Regions from separate parts of the Macaca mulatta genome. Here region 2 is linked to region 1. A link is a contact called in public Micro-C data. All regions are on one chromosome and are shown on one strand. The core of a region is the stretch at or near the end of the contact, and the rest is flanking DNA. Distances in the headings are between cores, read along the strand shown. Region 1 has its middle 68 kb from the start of DLX2. Region 2 overlaps ITGA6 (integrin subunit alpha 6).

Region 1 (2,911 bases), core at 248-2,747:
GGATACATTTTTTAAAACTCTGAATTTATCAAATTATGGCTTATTATTAAATGTCCGGTGATAGCTCACACATGGGTTCAAAAAATACTGTCTGTAAATAAAAATGACTGTGTTATATGCCCTAAGATGTGTCTCTTCTTCTGACTAAGATATTGAAAAACTCAGGCAAGAGTTTAAATAAAATTGCTTCATAACATGTCAGAGTGGGAAAAAAGCATTATTTCAAAATCAATGTATTATTTTACATATGTGATTTAAGTTTTTATGTGTAACTAAATGAATAAATCCAATCCTATACACTGATATTTAACTCTTATCTATATCCTAAACATTTATGTTTTCAAGTTGGCTAAAAAATTCCCAAAACCCCAACTTTTGTTTTTGAGGAACTTTTCTCTGACAACACGTGGGATCACCGTATATTCAGGGTGCTCTGATGTTCAAGTTATATGGTATTCATATGGCCTGAAACTGACATGCAGAGGGCATCCATTGAAAAATGCTGGTCTACTGGATCAAGGTTCACCATAATATATGGCTATTCGGTGTTCAATAAACCTTTTTTTTTTTTTTTTTTTTTTTGAGACAGTCTTACTCCGTCACCCAGGCTGGAGTGCAGTGGTGCCATCTCGGCTCACTGCAACCTGCCTCTGCCTCCTGGGTTCAAATTATTCTTGTGTCTCAGCCTCCTGAGTAGCTGGAGTTACAGGCAGGTACCACCACACGCGGCTAATTTTTGTATTTTTAGTAGAGATGGGGTTTCACCATGTTGGCCAGGCTGGTCTCAGATGATCCACCCACCTCGGCCTCCCAAAGTGCTGGGATTACAGGCGTGAGCCACCGCGCCCAGTCCAATAAACTTCTTAAATGACAAATAAAATTGGCAAATAAGTGTTGCTGTTGTGACTTTGCTTCTTCTTTTCTTTCCTGTTCTTAACCTCTGCAGGGTTTCTGTCTTGCTGCCTATTCCTAACACAGAAGAGGAAGACAGGATCTCTGCTTCAGGGAGCCTGTAGGGTCTGTTAAAGGCAATGACATGCCAGTGAGCCAGGGCACATTTCCACTTAGCCAGAGGCCAACGTCACAAAGGAGGTGGCGTTTTGGTCGAGCCTGCTTATAATCCTAGTGTCTATAGATTTTATTAAATAATTAGAGTCATTCTTCAGGTAGAAACGAACCTTCCTTGACTTCATAAATTATCAGATGTCTGGAATTCTGAATTTTATCCCTTCAAGTCCCTCCACCAGAACTTCCCAGCACGTCCATTTTCTTCTACAGCGTGAGGGAAGGGTCAGGTTTAGCAACATTGTCTTGGCAAACAGATTAGCCCTCTCCATTTAGGAAGGAGGAAGGAGGCTGCTCTCGCGGCCACATTTCCTGGAAGACTGCCGGTGAGGAGGGCTCGGGCGGTGGCGGGCCGCGGTCCGGCGCAGTTTCCCCGCGGCCCGCTGGGTCGCACTGTGGCCTTAGGAATGCGGGCCGGGGCGGGGCGGGGCGGCTTGGGAGTGCGCGACAGCCACCGCCGCGTTCAGCCCCGGGCGCAACTGCAGCCGTGCCTGGGGACTCTGGGGCCGCGACCCACCGAGAACTCTGCCAGACCGCAGCGAAGTTTGCATACACGACAGCACGTCCCGGGGCTAGGACCTTGCCCGCCTACGGGGCTGACCTGCACCACCCTCGGGGAAGCGCGGACCGCCGCCCCGCTGCTGGGAGTTAGGCACCCGGGCCTGGGTCGCCCCCACGGACGGCTCGGAAGGCACGAACGAGCGCCCCCCGGGGAGAGTGGGCTGGGGAGGGGTCCAGTCGTGGTCACGGAAGCGGGTGGTGCTCGCGCCAGGCTGCACTCATTCTGACTAGCAATATGCTGGTGGAAAGTGCTACTCCAATGCCTTCTTCGTTGCGCTGCTTTCATTTTCTTTAAATCTGCATAAAGTTTTTTATTTTATTTAAAAAATATTTTTTTGCCTTGCTTCCTCCTCCAGCGTTTGACTTTCTATTGTTGCTCAGTGCTTGGGTGGGATGTGGACTCTCTTTCCTTGTGACACCAGAGCTCAGAGTACCATGAATCCCTCTCCCCTCCACCTTGCTTAAATGGCTATTTTTCGTGTGTGTGTGTGTGTGTGTGTGTGTGTGTGTGTGTGTGTGTGTGTGTGTGTTGGTGGGTGTGTGTGTGTGTGTGTGTTGGTGGGTGGGTGTTTTAATTAAGTAGTTTTAAAAATGGAAAAATTAGTAAGTGCACATGGAAGAAAATTCAAACAGTACAGAAGCCTCTTCCCCTTTCAGACCAGGCAGCCACTGCTAATATTTTCTTTTGATTCCTTCCAGAACACAAGTATACGTTTCAATGCGTTCCCATCCCCAGATTGGGTCATCTGCCCTCCCGCCTCAGCTCCCCCTTGATCATGTATCTTGGAGATGACTTCACATCAGCGTGTGTGGATGCACGGCATTCTTTTAGATGGCTGCCTGGTGTTCTGTGTGTTATACCAGCACCCCGTAATTATTCTATCGGCCACGATGGAAGGATATGGCAGTTGTTTCCAGCCTTTTGCTGTTACAGACAATTCTGCAGTGAACATCTGTGTCTATGTCTTTGAGTACGTGTGCAACCATGTCTATAGAATAAATTCCTAGAAGTGGAATTGTCTCCTTGAAAAATACTTGCATTTAAAATTTTATAGATTTTGCCAGGTGACCACCAAAGGTGGTACCTATTGATACTCTCATCAATGACCGCTCCCCATTTCCCCCCTTGTTCACACTAGGTTTACTGCACTTTTAAAATATTTGCCAAGGTGAGCAAATAGGCTTTAAAAGTAGAATTTCATTGTAATTTTCATCTTTTAAATTTTGAGTACAATTTATTCTTTTCCACGTGAAAAAAGAGCTACTTGAATTCTATGAGCAGATG
Region 2 (2,911 bases), core at 212-2,711, 290 kb after region 1:
AGCCAACTGTGTTCTGAACAGCTTCGACCAGCACCCAGACCCTAAATGACCTAGATTAGGAAGTAGATAGGTTGTTCTCTGCTGTCATTGTTTGGACACAGCTCTATTTACCTTACTTATTGTTCCTGCTCCCCATAGCCTCAGCTAATGGGCTGTGTTCTCCTGCCTTTAAGGCTGGTTCCAGGCAGAATTTAAGAGCCTTTGCTTGTTTCCTGAACCAGGGAGTACAGCTTTACCTTGAAGATGAAGGCACCTCCAGTTGCAGAATGTGGTTGGGGTTACTGTGTTTCTCATCAAGGTGTAGCTTTACCTTACCTTTCGATGATGGGTTCTGCCACCTTATCGCAGTGGGTTGCAGGAGACCAGGTGCAACCGGAGCAGGGGCGCCCTCTGCTGCTGGGTGTCTGCTCTTCTTCCCACAGCCGCCCAGGGGATTTGTGAGGGGCAGTGGAACACCCCTGCTTCCTCCATCCCCTGCAGGACCACCCCACGTGGAGGAAGGACAGTGCCAGGACCATGTGCAGGCAAAGCCTGCCCAGAAGCAGTGCAACAGCTAAAGTTATTCTCCGTGGGTACGTTTCTCTTGTTGCTTGCAGGTCTCTTCTCGAATCTGTTGTCCTTTTCCCCCAAACCACCCTGCTGCCCCCATCCTTTCGTGTGGTCTGCTGTCATCTGCAGTAGCCACCGCATGTAAGACACGAAGACCTCTTCTGCAAGAGCTTGGTGTGGGCATTTGTGAAATTTTGTCACCACACCCCCTGTAACCAGCCAACAAATTCGAGTTAAATGCCTGTTCTTTGTCCCACACATACTAGTTACAGAGTGGAGAACAAGTAGCAGATAGTAGCTGGGGGAAGCCAACCCACTCTGAGGGACTGGGCATGTGAATGGGACAACATCCACAGCTTTTTTTAAACCACAGGACACCCAAAAGCAGCTGTACCCTGCAGGGCACGGCAGGCTGCAGAAGCCTGGGTCTCAGGGTCTCTGACCCTTTATCCTTTAGCGCTGCTGACCAGGCTGCCGATCCTCGACCCCTTCTTGTCACCCCATCGTGTGCTTCTCCCTTTCCTCTGGCTCTTTCCCTTGCAGCCTTTGCATGTGCTGTGCTCCTTACCTGGCCACCTCCAGCCCCACTGTCATCTCTTAGTGACATCCTCCCTTCCTCTCCAGCAGATGCTGGTGCCCACAGCACTCTGTTCTGTCCTCTCATTACCTCTAGCTCCCTGTGGTTTCATGACGTCATGACCTGTTCACGGATCAGGCTTCCCCAGGCCAGAGATTGAGGAGTGGGGGCAATTCCTTATTCATCCTAGGAGGCTCTTCATCAGTGTTTGTTGAGTGAATATGTGAACGAATGTGGGAATGGGGTAAACAGGAAATAAGCCCTGTGTCTGCCTTAGGTAGCTTGGGTGTGGGTGAGAAGAGGAAGTGGTTAGAGAAGACACACCGTTAAGACACTGGGACTCCTGTGCTACTTTTTCTAAGGCTTCTCTTTGCTGGTGGTTACCTTTACAGGAAATCTCTTACCCAGCCTTCACCCAAATGCAATAATGTTTTCCTTCCTTCCCTCTACTTATCTCTATTATCTTAACTTTATCAACATTATCAACATACAGAACAGTTTTGATTGTGATGTTTTACTTGTGTAAGTTTTGCCCTTTCAACTAGGTTGTAAACTTGAAATCCTGGGTTTTACTTCCTAAGCAGCTTTGTAAAGAAATGGAGGCAACATTGCACCAAGGTAATTTTTGTCATGGCTACCCACTAGCTGTGAGATCTTGGGGGATGAGTAATGAAGCTCCTCAAGGTCTCTGTTTCTTTATCTGTAAAATTGGAGGACTGGTCTCTCTCAGGGGCTTCCAGTGTGAAAAAGTCCTGGGGTTCTGGGCCTCTGATCCTGGCACCCCACTTATCTCTTCCAGCGCCCACCACATGACTCCACCTCTGACATCTGCCAAGTACAGTAATTGAACACATTCACCTCATAGTCTGGGCCAGTTCACCTCCCAGGTACTTGTTTGTTGGTGTTCCTGGGATCAGGGACATCACTGGAATAGGTGTGGGGCAGACCTGTGGGGACCCTGTGGCCCCAGCCTTGCCTCTGTCCTCTGTCAAGAAGGTTCAGGCACCAAGGACACTGCTCCAGTTCTGTGTGTCAGTTCTGTACCTTGGTGTGTGCTGTTTTGTTCCTTCAAATGTAGGGTGAGTTTGGAGGTGGAGGCTGACTCTGACTGTCCAGGGATCTGGGAGGAAGGACAGTGCTGGGGCTATATGTTCTCCATGAGCCACCCCTCCTTCTCTGTCCAGGCATCATCTAGCCCCCTTCCCTGCTTTCCTGCTTTCCAGGTACACTTGCCTCCCATGGCACCTGCTGCATGATAATGGTTTTTAAAAAAAATGTTGAATCCTTTATTGGAATGATTCCTTTATTGGAACCCAACAGGCAGGAAGGTAATAGACTATTTGGTTTGTATTTTCTTTCACTTGTTTTGCTTTTGCGTCTGAGATTTGTGGGTTTCTTGACGGCCAGGAGTGGCTTGTTTTCTGTTGTAAGAGGTTGTTGTTTGTACAGGTTCGTGTTTCCAGTCCTTTCCTCAGCTCCAGCCTTGTTTCCAAAACTCTCAGCCCTTGGTTTATCTCTGTCCAGTCAGGTGTGTGTTCTTTGTTTTTGTTTCTTGTCCTAGTTCCATGAGTCAGCCAGGCCTCAAAGATTGTGTAAACCTATGGTGAGTAAAGCTGTTAGCAAAAGAGACCTAGCAACAAGGTCGTTGGGTCTCTAAAGAGCTGTCCAGCTGTGAGATGGTGAAATTTTAAGGACTGTGGATTTGGATTGGGGGCCTCCTTATAGGAGATAAAAACACGCGGTTGGAGAGAAGAAGGAATATTACAGTGCCTAGTACATAAGTGG

What was found. A called contact is a pair of places that touch in the nucleus more often than the background predicts.
Region 2: a contact with region 1 is called in a Micro-C map of CD4 T cells, with 17 times the contacts expected there. The contact joins two enhancer-like sites. A contact is called at or near these places in 7 of 14 Hi-C or Micro-C datasets (CD4 T cells, blood, cortical neurons and 4 more).

What each region holds. Positions count from the first base shown.
Region 1 is chr12:77,103,459-77,106,369 of T2T-MMU8v2.0, forward strand. No RefSeq gene overlaps it. Among named protein-coding and RNA genes, the nearest start is that of DLX2, 68 kb to the left of the region's middle. Within about 2 kb of position 1,498, at least 27 of the 40 cell types and tissues checked have an H3K27ac peak or open chromatin away from gene starts, as enhancers often do. A contact at or near this core is called in CD4 T cells and blood, where this site is marked.
Region 2 is chr12:77,391,165-77,394,075 of T2T-MMU8v2.0, forward strand. The region is part of intron 1 of ITGA6 (integrin subunit alpha 6); the gene reads left to right. Among named protein-coding and RNA genes, the nearest start is that of ITGA6, 36 kb to the left of the region's middle. Within about 2 kb of position 1,462, at least 6 of the 40 cell types and tissues checked have an H3K27ac peak or open chromatin away from gene starts, as enhancers often do. A contact at or near this core is called in CD4 T cells and blood, where this site is marked.